2 separate regions of the Zea mays genome follow, and region 1 is linked to region 2. A link is a contact called in public Hi-C data. All regions are on one chromosome and are shown on one strand. The core of a region is the stretch at or near the end of the contact, and the rest is flanking DNA. Distances in the headings are between cores, read along the strand shown. Region 1 has its middle 86 kb from the start of LOC118472006. Region 2 holds the start of LOC100193537 (nramp aluminum transporter1).

The links. A called contact is a pair of places that touch in the nucleus more often than the background predicts.
Region 1: a contact with region 2 is called in a Hi-C map of bundle sheath, with 4 times the contacts expected there. The contact joins the enhancer-like site here to the promoter of LOC100193537 in region 2. A contact is called at or near these places in 11 of 25 Hi-C or Micro-C datasets (bundle sheath, ear, endosperm and 3 more) and 1 of 3 datasets of contacts at active chromatin or transcription factors (leaf).

What each region holds. Positions count from the first base shown.
Region 1 is chr5:45,157,232-45,160,739 of Zm-B73-REFERENCE-NAM-5.0, reverse strand. No RefSeq gene overlaps it. Among protein-coding and RNA genes, the nearest start is that of LOC118472006, 86 kb to the right of the region's middle. Within about 2 kb of position 2,174, at least 17 of the 20 cell types and tissues checked have an H3K27ac peak or open chromatin away from gene starts, as enhancers often do. A contact at or near this core is called in bundle sheath, ear, endosperm and 2 more, where this site is marked.
Region 2 is chr5:44,648,090-44,651,465 of Zm-B73-REFERENCE-NAM-5.0, reverse strand. LOC100193537 (nramp aluminum transporter1) reads right to left here and starts at 1,882. Exons shown (of 14, transcript NM_001138648.1): 1 at 1,783-1,882; 2 at 638-799; 3 at 209-287; 4 at 73-113. The coding sequence starts at 766.

The DNA of each region.
Region 1 (3,508 bases), core at 925-3,424, 510 kb before region 2:
CAAATCTCGGCGGTTTATTCCGGTCAACTTTCCAGAGTCCCTGTCATGGAGGGTTTCAGCGTCCGCGCGTAGGTAACAGTCGTTGTCGGCTCCACCACCACCGCGACGCTCAAAGATCGGTTTCTATCCGGCCGGCCCGTTGCAGGATCGTCAGAGCTCGCCGAAGCTACTGTTGGACAATACACGCTGCCCGAGAGCGACGTGTCTGCTGCTGCTGCTGCTGCTCGAGGAGCTAGGAGGAGATAGCAATCGTTACGAACAACGACGGCCGCCTGGCTTCAGCAGCTCGTGGGTGGGGGGTGGGGGTGGCTGACTCGGACGCAGAGGATTTTCATGTGGCGCGCGTGTCATACATAGTACGCTCATTTATTAGGAAAAAGGCCTGTTTACCGTCAATTGCGAAAACCGTCAATCAATCATGGTCGATCCTGGACACTGGTGATGAACAAGGAAACAGGGATTTTGGGTGTTTCGGGCGTGTGCTATATTGCCCATGTCTGGACTTTCGTCACAGAAAACCTGCTGCTGTTCAAGTGTTGATATGACTGATTTTTTCTTGTTGGTTATTAATTAGTATTATTGTATTATCCTCGATCTACAGGCGGTGCGGTGGTGACAGAGATGTGTGCAGGTTGTATTGTACGACTATTGTTCTTTCTTGGGGGTGGAAGCATCGTCGACAAGCACGTACGAGTGCCATACTCCAAATTCTAGCTGTGAAGACGAATGATCCATGGCATCGTCGTTTGACGACGGGGCCTAGCTAGTTTACGCCTTCTCCAAATTAATGGAAACTGGCGAAGAGAAAGGACCATGATGCGTCCGAATGAACCCGACCCGGGGCGTGAGATGAGATCCACAACAACCACACAACTGGTAACGAAACCGTGGATGGATGAAGCTTCAGAGTTACACTTGCGTCTACTATTGCTGCGTCACACACGTATGCCCATACGTGTGCGTGCGCCCACCTAACAGCATTGACTCTCGTTTCGCAGGCCGCTCCATTTGTCCGCCCGCCCACAACAATTTTCTTTTTTTGGTTTGCATATCCTCTCCAAACGAAAACGGTTCCACCTCATCATATTGGAGGATGAGGAACAATTAGGGCTTGTTCGGTTAGCTCTCAATCCATGTGGATTGAGTGGGATTGGATGAGTTTGAATCCCAGACAAGTCAAACGTCTTCACAATTTTTTCCAATCCCATCCAATCCATGTGTATTGGGAATAACCGAACAAGCCCTTATAGGGTGTTTGGTTTGAGGAATGAGCTAGTCCATCATCTTCTCACTCCTCACTATTTTTGTTTGGTTTGTGGAATGGAATGAGTTAATCCATCACCACCTCATTCCTCATAGTTAGTTAGTTAGTACTAATATGAGGAATGTGGTCATCCCACCAAATTTGAGGAATCAACCTATAATGCACCACCTCAATTTGGATATAGTGATTCCTTAAACCAAACACCCCCTTAGCTTTTTAGTTCTCCTTGCTGATGGAGCTAGCAGTGCCAGACCCAACTGTCTTGTCATGTTGTCAATACCAAGTGGCCAACTGTCTTGTCCTGCAGCTTCTCAAAGACTACCTGTTTATTAGCTTGATGGAAACTAAACTGCAAAATCATCATCGGTGATTACAATACGTGCCACAGGGTTGCTTGGGATTGTTAATACGTGCCACAGGGTTACTAGCTGCTACTAGGACAGGAAGAGGTGAGCAGCAGCAGTGTGTGCTCTAGCTCTCTACGTACCTGTATTTCGGTCAAAGTACGCAAATGGCGCCGGCCGGCCGTACTCTGTGGCGGAAAGGAAGAAGAGGTAAAAGGAACCAAGCAGTCTGCTGCCGCTTTTCAAAGTGAGCGGCGAACTGCATGCATTGACGGCTCTCCCGGTCCGGCACTCCGGCCTCCCCTTTTTCACCGCTGGCCCTTTATTCCTCTCTTCCACGTACGGGAATAGATGCACGGCACGCACGCTCCCGACGAGGGGCCGATTGCTCGCCATCCCCCGAGCGCATCGATGCTCGATCTAGACGAGGCCAGAACCTGTGCGTCGCCTAAAAGAGGAAGGAATCGTACTGGAAATACGCTAGGAAAGGGCGCCCCGTCTGTACTATCCCTTGGTTGATGATGGATTTGCCCACGTGATGGTATCTCGAGCCACGCTGACACTGTGGGCCCGCCGTAACGAGGTGTGTCGTCTCGTCTGCTTCGGCCTCTGCCCAAGTGTCCACGGGTCCGTGCCATACTCTGCCAGTGCCATGCGTTCCAAACTGCCAATGGAGCCTTGTGTTGTGTCATCACCAGCCTAACTCACCGTCATCTCTGCTGCGTCCAGCCAATCTAGCGCAACTGCCGAATCTCTGCGGCTCCTCAGTGTCAGTGATAGTGCGTCAGTTCATTACCTATGACTAAACCAGTGCATTACTGCATTATATAACGTCAATTGTACGCGTGACCCAATGAGCAAGATATAGATGACAAAATATGCGGTGGAAAACACCTACTAGCCGGAAAACATGAACACTAGATTTGAAGAATACTCTTGTAATCTATTTTTTTAAAATGACAGTTACGTAGTAAATCTAGCTATATATACCTAGCAGTCACTTGCAAAAGTTAGAATATAAACTCATTTTTTAAAAAAAAAAACATTCATACAAAAATCACAAAATTGAATTGCATGTGCACTACAAGACAAAAGGCTGGATTTTTGTCTTCTAGTGTACATGCACTTGAATTTTATTATTTACATACGAGTTTCTCAAAAATGACTTTGCATCGTAACTTCTTGATATATAGGAAATGAGCTCCTAGGCCTCCTACATATGTCAAGTTTTGAAAATTTCCAAGTTACGAAATTTATTTTTAAACTAGTTTCATGCATGTTTCCACCTATAGTATTGTGGTTTTCACTATTTATTTTCTTGAGCAAGAGCCCCCATGCCATCCTCCTTCCTTCTACGAGAACTCCTTTTAAGTCTTTAGGTGTATCTCTTCTTTATAAGGGAAAAATACTATAAGGGCCCGTTTGTTTCGTTGGAATTGAATTCTATTTTAATAATTATAATTTAGATAAAACTAATTAAGTTTATATATTTATATATGTAATATATTTGTATATTATCCTATGAGAGAGATAGTTATATAGTACATTTATGTTAGAGAGGCGCAAGTAAAAGAGTGTGCTATAAGTTGTACATCGGAAAATTAGCATGTAAATCTATAGAATCAATTTACATCTCTCACCCCATGAATTTGAGATAGGCTTATATGATAACTTTGGAAAGTGGTGGAATGTCATATTCTAAAAAAATAGTCTATTCTATTAGTAAGATTTTAATTCCTCGAAATGAAAGGAAACAAACGGGCCCTAAGAGTGATTTTTCTGATGCATTTTCAAGGGTGGTTTTTTGAACCCGCGCGCTCCTATGTTAAATATTCTAGAAAAAAAGACATTTACATGGACAATCGACAAAAGCAAGCATCTCTCCATTTTTTAAATAATA
Region 2 (3,376 bases), core at 633-3,132:
AGAAACAAAAAAGAAAAAAAAACACAACACACACACGCACAAGTGGGAACATAAGACTGAAGCAGCAGGCACCTCATATTTGTACTGTGCTCCAGCCTGTAGATCCGTCTCAACTGCAAGACACACCAAAAAATTTGTGAAGAATACACAATAGATGGAAGGGAAATACTCAATGAGAATCGAAGAAAAGTGAATCCGTTAATCTTACAGTTTCCAGGATCAATATATGCAATTGAGACGAGAAATCCAGGCCCTATGTATGAGAATAAGTTCTTCCAACTGTTTTTCTGTCAAAGTGATATGTCAGGCAATAGTTAGTTTCTCATCATTATGAAGGCATAAGATCTGGAGATACAAAAGTTAGTAGAGCAATCTAAGTATATCATTGTTTCCTATTCACTTGTTGACTATTCCTTCTATTTCTCGATAAAAGCTAATGTTCAGTTCATCATTCTTTCTACACTATGGCGCATCAAGTTTGAAACTTCAGATGGCACACATCACGACAACATATTCAGAGGAAGATTATCTTGAGAAAGAAAGAGCGAGACTAACAATTAAGCTTATATGTTAGCTGTCACGGAGACATCTTGTTCTTTTCCAAAATCAAGCACGGGCTATCAAAAGTATAGCATACCTCTGGAATAACAATTTGATCAACATCTATGCTTTCGATAAGAGGAGTGCCGGGGCCATTGGAGCGGTTACTCCTCCCAACGCTGGTGATAAATTGTGGCTGGGATGAGCATTGACCTGGGACACTCATATCGCTCTCACCAAGAAGTCTGAACCCCCTGTTCTGCAAGCACAAGGCAGCAAGGGGGTGTTATTTATATAGGTACTCTTCCAAGTGACGCTAGCTTTGTGCCGTGAGTTTGAAAAATATGCCTAGCGGGGGTTTGACAAATTCTCCAGTAGGATAGCACGAATCAGTACCACCACAGGCCACAGGCAGGCGAAGATAAGATAAACGAGCGACCAGAGCACAGTGCATCGAAGACAAAGTGGAGATCACTGTATGTGTTTGGAAACCGGAAAAGTAGTAATTTCAATTTTTTTGAACCTAACTTGATCCAGCAAATGGGACGACGCCGGGCACCTACTTTACACATGATGAAATATTCCCCAGAGCAGATTGAGCGGTCTAGAGCTAAAGGCAGTTGAGCGTGTGATCAGCAGCGGAGCATCAGGAATATAGAAATGACAGCACGTAGTATTGAAATGCAAGGCTCGACCTTTTCCCCATACCTAAGCTAATCGACGCAACAGAATCCTACGGACACAGGCGCATGCGAAGGGAGAAACTAAAACAGTCAAAAAGGGTCGCTCGCAAGTGGCGTGTGGTTACCAATCAATCTCGGACACCACAAATGCAACAACACCTAACAACCACTTGCTGAAAAAGTTAGCTACCAAATCGAAATTAGATTGAACCTGGTTGCCCGAAAGAGGAGGAACGAAGATCACAGAGCCGAGCAGCCAAGCTTACAGGCTACTGACGCAACCGAAAGGAACGTTTGCGTGCGTGCATACATCTGCTATGGCAGTGAGAAGAGTCAAGAGTTCAATCTTTCTCCGCCCGGCCGCCGCCATGGGCAGCAGGGAAGAAAGAAAAGAGAAACTGTCTTTGGCGTGCCTGCCGCAGTACCACGGAACTGCCCACCACCGCAGCCGCACCAAGGCGGTGTCGCAACGGGTTGCCCGGATCTGAGGCGGCGCGGACCCGTGACCCCAGGGAGACGGAGTCACGGAGGAGTCCCAATGGGAAGGCCGAAGGCGTACCTGCGGGTCTCGGCGAGGCCGCGTGAGGAGCCGAAGCAGAGCAGAGGGGGAGAAGAAGACAGCACAGCAGAGGCGCCGCGACTCGTCTCCCGCTCTCTCGCTCGTTCCGAACACGACGGTGACTGCACGGAGCTCTCTCCCCCGCCTTTGCTTGTGCGGCCGTTGTGCGCTGCGGGACTCTTCCTTTTTGTCATTTTTACAAAATTCACTTACTTCCCGTTTGGATTATTGAAATTGAATTACATTCTAATAACAGTAATTTAGTCATATATCAATTAAGCTAATTCGATTTTATACAAAATATATTTATATAATATTATTAGCAAGATGTCGAAAATATTTATGTGCTATATTTTTACTATAAGGGAGTGAGACGAAGAGTGTCATGTAAGTTATAGATTAGAAACCAATTCTAGTCATGCATAAAATCATTTCTCACCCTCCATCCCATTAATTTGAGATAGGCTTATATATTAACTTTAGAAAGTGGTGGAATGTCAAATTCCAAACTAAATAAGTTACTTTATTGAGTGAATTCCAATTCCTCTAAATGAAGGGATCCAAACGTCCCGTTAGGTCTGTTCGGTTAGTTCTCAATCCATGCGAATTATGTGGGATTGGGTGAATTTAAATCCAAAAAAGTTAAATTTCTTCTTAATTTTTTTAATCTCATCCAATTCATGGATAACGGAATTAACCGAACACTGCTGATGTGTTTGGTTGAGGAGCGGAGAGAAATGGAACGGCTCCATTCTTATTTTTTTGATGTTTGGTTTCCAATGGAGGAGAGCGGAGCGGCTCCTGAAATCTATATATGGCAAATATTTGGGATGCTCTCGCTCCACCAAAACAATCGGATGCGAGCTCTCTCACGGACGCGAGCGCTCTTCTCCCTCTCCTCCACTCTACATTTATATGGCTCTCCAATCAAACAACGAACGAAACGGCTTCACTCTATTCTACTTTTCAACCAAACAAAAATGAAGCGGTTTTGTTCTGCTCGTCAAACACAGAATAAAATGTCTTAATTCCTAGAAACCGAAATGGAACTGCCTCCTCAACCAAACGTATAGTTAATCATACAACTCACTCACTAACGAAGTTTTATTTATATAGCAAAAAAGTTAATTTTTCCTAGGCTGCGAGCCTGCGATGGTTGATGGAGCACGTTTTGCCCGGAGATGACAGATGAGTCCAATGCTGACTGCCCACCTCGGTGACCGAGTCCACCGTGTTTCTCTGCCAGCATACCCGGGCACGTGGCACACGGCACCGCCACGGCCACCAGCTCGTGATTCATCCACCGACGCTGTAATATATAAAGAAGGTGTTTCTATACACTAGAGATAATAGTTAGTTAGCTAAAAAGTTGTTAGTAGAATTAGCAAGCTAACAAATAGTTAGCTAACTAGTAGCTAATTTACTAAAAATAGTTAATAGCTAAAATATTAGCTAAAGTGTTTAGATGTCTCTACCTAATTTTAATCACTAATTATTAGCTTTATTGCATTCAAACATCTCCTTAATTTTATGAAATTCTATGCAAAGGCTCTCGTTATGTGGAATTCAAATCCACAAAAAAGTTACCAGATTG